Linked DNA regions of Danio rerio: region 1 is linked to region 2. A link is a contact called in public HiCAR-type data. All regions are on one chromosome and are shown on one strand. The core of a region is the stretch at or near the end of the contact, and the rest is flanking DNA. Distances in the headings are between cores, read along the strand shown.

Region 1 (3,791 bases), core at 622-3,121, 270 kb after region 2:
ACGTTAGTCATTTCAAATTAAAAAACAACAACAACAGCCCAAAAAAAAACAACTTTTAAATCTAATTGTTGGATGAACGCAAACAATGCGTCAAGCTTTTGAAGTACTTAATAAGTGAATTTTAATTGATTCAAAGGAACACCGTGATGCTTTCCGGGGAGGATTCTCAGACATTGACGTAATTAAACCCTCATTTCTTTAATTGTAATACCCGTTTATACTCATCCAAGATGTACAAACATATTCGTAGCACTTCACAATGACTACATGATGTTAAAGGAATATGTACGTTTAAAAAAAATCTAAATTACCCCATAATTTACTTCCACTTAAGTCATTTTTGATGGCTCTTTTATCAGATGAACACAGTCAAAATAATATTAAATTTGATCCTGGCTCTTCCATGATGTATAATGGTGTTGGATAGTGGCTTTTATTTTGAAGTTTTCAAAAATCGAATAAATCCATATGCTGCAGAGGGTAACACATGTTTTATAAAGTGTATAGATGTGGTCCCTAAAAATAACCCACGAAGTAGTTCACTTTTAATTCATTTTCTTTTTGGCTTAGTCCCTTTATTAATCTGGGATCGCCACAGCGGAATGAACTGCCAACTTATCCAGCATGTTTTTAACGTAGCAGATAGTCCAGCCACAACCCATCTCTGGGAAACATCCATAAACACTAAAATAAAAGTCACTAACTATCGCCAGCATGAAAGAACCAAAACATTTAAACCTACTTCTATTGTATTTGTCTGACAGAAAAAAAATTATATACTCAAGTGTGAGTAAATTATGTTGTTTTATTCAGATTTAAGTAAACTATGCCATTAAAAGGTTAACTACAGTGTTTTAACTTGAGAAAAGTTTAAAGTCCCCATAAACAAGAGGCTTCAACTTTTATTTGTTTCCATATTGTGACGCAGTTCCTAGAGAAACGATTATCAAATGGGAAAACAGTGGGCGTGGCTTGTTTCTTGTTAAAGTGCTGAATGGACATAGTAGAGTAGGCATTTCAACTGTTCTTTAACATATCTGTTTGCCGTCAAAACTGATAGTTGGAGGGGTGGGGTTAAATATGTTAGCCACGCCCAATTCCTAAAATATAAGTAATCTGACAATATAACTGAAAACAAACAGGAAGTGCATTTTCAGATTTTGATTAAAGATTAGAAGGGCCAACGCAATCACACGACAATTCGTAACTTTTTTATTTAATGGCTAATTTGTATGAATTTGTACAATATAATTTGTACAATTTACTACGATTTGCTCATCATCCAATGACGGTTGGGGTTAGGGGTGGGGTTGGGTGCCACGCCTCCTTTTTAAAATCGTACTGAACTCTTCTGAAAGTAGCCACTAAACTGACAAAACGTGAAATACTTAACTTTCCTCGTAAGATCAGGCTGAAAGTGCAAACTTTTTTTTTTCTTTATGACATGCACAGATGAATTTTTCATCACAAAATTAGCAATGTGAGCTAACAAAATGTATGGTTGGTTTTGATTTCTTAGGGACTTCAATATTTAAATATTTGGACCAATAACCCTGAATTACAATGAAAATATTTGTGGGTTTTTTTACCACTTATACTTTTCTGGAAAACAAATACACTACATTACAATGTTTTATTTTTACATTTGGAAGAAATGTTATCAGACCTTTATAAAATAGAGGAAATATTAACATTTTACTCAAACACGTAGCTCATAAACTCAGTACATTCATAGAAAATTTATTTCAGTGATCTTTTAATCTTTTTCCACAGCTACGAAAGTGATTTTAGTTTTACAGTTTTATAACTGCAGTAACACTGCTGAGAACAAACAAGAATAATCAATTAAATTTTTATGTAACATTGGCAAAGATTTAACTTACACAGTCATTAACTAATGTTAACAAACAAGACCTTTTGGAGGTGTTTTTATATGTATTTTCAGTTGCAATAAAAATGAGCAGTTATCATTTCATAATCCTGTCATTTCTGTCTGTCGTTCTTCACTCACTTCTATTTTATTCTTTAAAGCAAGAACAGAATCATCTTTAGTTGCCATCAGGTCACAAAGGTGATGGTAAAAGCCTTTCTCAGTTCTCAGAAAAACACAACCCCCACATTTCAACCCTCAGCAAGAACCTATGATCTAAAAATATCTTGTCATATAGTGGACAGGCAACAAAACGTTATCAATGCTGGCCACATTATTTCTTAACCAACAACATTCCAAGAACGATTTGGTAATTTTCCTATTCAAGTTCACAAAAGTCATTTGGATATGATGGTAAACCATTCAAAATGTCTTTAAACATTCTTAAACAAATACAGTAACATTTAAAAGCAACTTAAAAATAAAACATTTGAGTATTGAGTAATTGGGGATTTTACACCAATTACCTTTTTTTGTACATTTCTGAAGAAAAAAAGGACTTTTTACTTCTTAAAAGTGCTATTATTTACACTTTTCTTCCAACTCATTATTCATCTGTTTTGTTCTGTTAACTGAATTTTGGTGGCATGCACAAGATTGTGGAAATAAAATTAAGAATAATTAAATATTGTTTGCATAGTTAACTATATTTGTGAAGGAAAAAATGTAAATGTTCCAAAAAAACAATAAACAGATTAATTATGTAGACAGGACAAAATAGACAGCAAACATCGACATTATTATCTTTTTTTATAGATTCTGTCACTCATCATCATTTAATTCAACACACAGTCTTGTATTATGTCTGGATATATTTCTGGCCTCAGTATCAGACATGACACTTTGCTCAAAAAAAGGTTTTCTAAGGTAATTTTGTACATATAATGCAATATGTGTCGCATGTTGACTTTTTGCACAGTTTTTAGTTTGGTATCCAATTAGATTTACAACTTAAGGTTTAAATTAAAAAATAAAGCACAGCGCTACAACTTAAACTTACAATTAATAATAACTTACCCACATATTAAACTATATAACGACCCCACACTACTGTTTGAGTGGCTAAATATAGGTTAAATTTAAGTTCTTACCTGAAGGAAGCATCTCTGGATCAGACCTTGAAGAGTCGAGCCGGTGTTGATTCAGGTTAAGTTGCGGGTTTGTCACGATGTAAGTCTGTTTGGACTGAAGCTTCGTTTCTGCGGCTGGAGATTCGCCATTTTGAAGAAAAGATTTGAATGGTCAATTTCTCTAACGTTGACAACTAACTCTCAGATTATGTGACTCCAACGAGAAACAACGACCAGAATATCGGGAGTTTCTCTGTTTAATCGTGTGAGGAGGAAACGTCAAGGGCGAATAACGGATGTAACGAAACGCGATTGCGCAATGTTACCAGCGAAATTAATTATTATAACCGACAGGTGTAAAATATCATATCATCTCATATGATATATGATATGATAAACAATCATATGCGAGCCGTAGCGCTTTGTTAAAACAGTGTTGTAGTGTTTTGTTAAAACATATAAAACGTATTTAATATGTACTCGTTCATTATTTACGTTTTACTTCTATTCAACAAAATAGATGAAATCCAATCAAAGCCTGTGAATGCGCATGCGCGATGGAAGAAATAACGTTACGTTGGTTGAATAAGTTCAGGCCGCTCATTTGTGTATAGATGTAACTTAGATTAAAACAATGCCCAGAGATAACGTTAGGATGGTAAAATGGTTTAGTCTTTAAGTAAAACCTGAAATCACTTAATCAGAGCAAATAGGACATTTTATGAAGGCTACCTGAATCTATCCGAAGTTTATTTACGCACTTCAGTCAGTAGCTTGTTTTCTATCATAAC
Region 2 (3,888 bases), core at 1,024-3,523:
AGCAAAGAGCCATTTAAGATTTTATTTTATTTTTTTTTTTTTGGCAAATCAATTTTTTAAAGAGCCATTGGGGATATATGAAGCATCACATGTTGAGCAAGTCCAAGAAAGGATAATTTATAGATTTTATTTCTTTTCATCGTCACCAATCATAAATGTTGTTTAAATTTACGTCACTGAGGTTACCATAGAAATGTAAGTTGTATGTTGTATCGTTTATTGTTGTCGCGTTTCAAGGTTAATTCACAGCACCGCACACCTGCATTGCTTGAAACATCCTTTTATTATTATTCATTTAGCTGTAAAGATATACAATAAAAAGGTTATTTGATGATATTTTCAATAGGAAACTGATATTTAGTGACAGTTTATTTTATTTTTGGTTAGAGCCATATTCCTACCCCTAATAAAGCAGCACGAGATATAGCACTATAACCACAAGGGGGCAGTATGACACCAATAAACCCATCTCACCGCTGTGGCAAACCAGAGCCAAACTCAGATAAAACAAGAAAACATGAATGCCACATTCTATAAATCAAACTCTTATACTTAAAATAAGAAAGCATGTATATTCAATATTTTATTCAAATAATTTTGATCATAAATATATTTTTATGCTTTAACTGCGCATGGACGATAATGCATAATGAAAATATAATAAACCTATGTACCTATAATATACATTTAATCTATAAAAAAACAAAGCAACTACAACAACAACACAAAAACACTTAAGACCGGACACTGCCATCAGGCAGAATTTTCTCAGATCTCAAGACAGGTTTGCATGTCTTTCGAAAGACTCTATGGAATTTGACTACATGCCACGACTGTGCACATCAGGTATGTGACAAACCGATGTCTTGCGGCTGAAGTTCACAGTTCACACACGTTTACCGTCAAACATAAAAACAGCGCATTCATGTGCACGACATTTGCATACACCGACAATAAATAACGAACAGTCTATTCCTCGATTCCTGATTTAGGCCTTCATTTATAGTTCAGTATTGATAAAGGTTATTTTGGGTACTAGAGGTTAAGACCTACTTCTGGTACCACGCCTTGCCATAATAAAGAGGCACACAAGCAAGTGCCGCAGGGGTGATCAGTGGCCCAGATAAACTTCTCCAGACTCCTTTCACAGCCACTCTGAATCAGAAAAGAAGTGAACTGATGAGATCAAAACCGTTCATCCATTGTCAGCCACAGCCAAGCATGCCCTAAATTTACAAATTAAAAATAATGTAGCCTGTCCTTAAATCATTCGTGCCCGGCACTACACTCTTAAAATAAATGTTCTCTTGGCATCAAATGATTGCGTGAATAACCTTTGGAACCTTTTTAGCGCACAAAAGTGTCTTTAGAGTGAAAAGAGTAGATCAGGGAAATGTCCTTTATAATCCGAAATAAACAGTGTATTTCCAAAATTAGGGTTTCATATTGATGCCAAGTGAAAACGATATTTTTTAACTGTTCAGAGATCAGTTCCCCATTACAACTCGAATCAACGATATTTAATTTAAACCTTTTATTGCACTGAAAACATTTCCCAATAGAACAGTTGATGCCAATGCAGATGTTTAAATGGTTTGGTTATCTAAAGAACGTTTTTATTTTCCAGTTTAAAGATAAAACAAGCGACTTTTCTTTTTTTAATGCTGTACATAACAATCTTCATCACATCTAAGCAATGGATTATCATAATAACTATCATATAATAGCTAATAATACTATTATATTGTATGATATAGTACAATAATATCATATATTAGCTACTTTAAGCAAAGTCAGCTTCTCACTTTTAAGGCAGCTGGTTTACTCACCTCTCAAAGCAACTGATCGCATTTCACAGTGTATATCTTCCTAACTAATGCTGATTCATTAAATAATATAATGTACTTATTAAAGCTCATATTAGTAAGATGTGGGCCATTTAAAATCTATTTGACGTTCTTTTAACGCATGTGAACTGGAACGAGAACATGAAACATTTACTAACTAGTATAACAGTTCTACAAAAAAATATCTCCAGCATTTCACCTCTTCATTATCGCCATAACAGATAAAATCCCCAAAAGCCGAAGTTTGGAGACGTTTAGGCGGAGGTCATTTCGCCTTGAGGGCTGGAGAGAGAGAGAGAGAGAGAGAGAGAGAGAGAGAGAGAGAAAAACACAAGCGCGAAGAGCCAATAGGAGCCGAGTGTCCGCCCATGTGCCATATAATTCAGAGTTTCTCATACTACATCTCTGCCATTACCTTCAGTGCTTCAACAGAGGGAGTGTGAGAAAGCAGTTCATCGAGGATTTTGTGTTACAGGCATCGTCCCAAACCCAACGTCTGCATGACTTGCTTCGGTCTGCCTTGGAAATAAAGTGGACGATCGTTGTTTTTTCCTTCCTTATTAAGGATGAGTGGACCGACATATGACAGGAAGATACCCGGTATTTCGACCGATCTTTCAGGCTCTATGAGTTGCCATCCGACTTCTAAGGACTCTCCGACTCTCCCAGAGTCATCGGCTACAGACATGGGTTATTACAGCAGCCATCACGAATACTACCAGAGCCCTCCATATCCTCAACAGATGAACTCATATCATCAGTTTAATCTGTCAGGGATGGGGGCAACACCCGGAGCGTATCCCACCAAGACAGAGTATCCTTACAATACTTATAGACAATACGGACATTACAACAGAGACCTGCAGACGCCACCACAAAGTGCAGGTGAGATACTTATAAAATTGCATTCGGATATATATGCACTAATACATTTATCTTTCTGCGCAATTTCAGCATTACTTTTTCCTCTAAATAAAAACTGCAATTGCCTTTGTGTCAGGCTCAAGTTAGGAACTAAAGTTTGCTTTCGTCTTGAGAAAAAATATTGTAAATTATTCATACTTATTTAACCTACTTCTTGGGTTGATTTTGTAACATTTAAATCTATATTGTCCAAATAAACTTACAATTTATAGGACTAGTAAAGTTTATTTGTTTCAGCAGGTTAGAAAGTTGTCTCTATCACAACAGACTTGCGGTCGCTATAAAACAATTATGACATTTTTATTGCATCTGTAACGCGATTAATCATTATTAATCGATGCTCGGTGTAGGCTAGATGTCACGATGTATTTCATTCTTAGGGTAGGCCTACAAAAAATTGCTACAAGATACAGCCGTTCTTTACCTTTTGGTCAAGTTTGTGGTTTTAATTCATACTTCCTGATGCTTTCTAGACTAGATATATCATTTTACTCTATGTTGATTATTTAGCTTTCAGGAAGCAGAATTATTTAGCTTTTTAAGACATTATTATTTATATAAATAAAGGTTATACGATGCCAAAATGAGGCTAGGCCATCCATTTTCTATTTTTATTTATTTATTTGTCTGTAAAATGTTACTGAAATATAACGTGCTCTGTATTTTATTATTTCCAGTCAAAGAGGAACCAGAGACTGAAGTGCGGATGGTAAACGGAAAACCCAAGAAAATTCGCAAGCCGCGCACCATTTACTCGAGTTACCAGCTCGCCGCGCTCCAGCGCCGCTTCCAGAAAGCGCAGTATCTGGCGCTGCCGGAGAGAGCTGAACTCGCCGCACAGCTGGGGCTCACACAGACACAGGTACACCTGGAGATCACATTCATTTACAACACTGCCACTTGGCATTGCGTTAACAGCTTAAAGCGATTCCTTGCACTTCTATCGCTGACACTGAACACACTGAGATAAGGATAAGCAGCAATCTTATCAGGTCATAAAAAGACTGCTCATGTGTTGAAATGTCATTGCCCGCAATTCTCACCTCTTTAATTAATTTATTAATTGTGTAATTAATAAATTAATTAAAATAACAATCATTATTTATTTGCAGTGTTT

Evidence for each region. HiCAR-type assays count read pairs that join an accessible place to other places.
Region 1: a HiCAR-type map of caudal fin shows a contact between it and region 2, with 12 times the contacts expected there. The contact joins the promoter of si:ch211-131k2.2 here to the promoter of dlx3b in region 2. A contact is called at or near these places in 6 of 18 Hi-C or Micro-C datasets (caudal fin, embryo, hematopoietic stem cells and 1 more) and 2 of 4 datasets of contacts at active chromatin or transcription factors (caudal fin and gastrula embryo).

The regions. Positions count from the first base shown.
Region 1 is chr12:6,519,211-6,523,001 of GRCz12tu, forward strand. si:ch211-131k2.2 reads left to right here and starts at 1,872. Exons shown (of 7, transcript XM_073918135.1): 1 at 1,872-3,791. It also overlaps a transcript of g6pc1a.1 not described here.
Region 2 is chr12:6,249,816-6,253,703 of GRCz12tu, forward strand. dlx3b (distal-less homeobox 3b) reads left to right here and starts at 2,274. Exons shown (of 3, transcript NM_131322.2): 1 at 2,274-2,732; 2 at 3,449-3,633. The coding sequence starts at 2,414.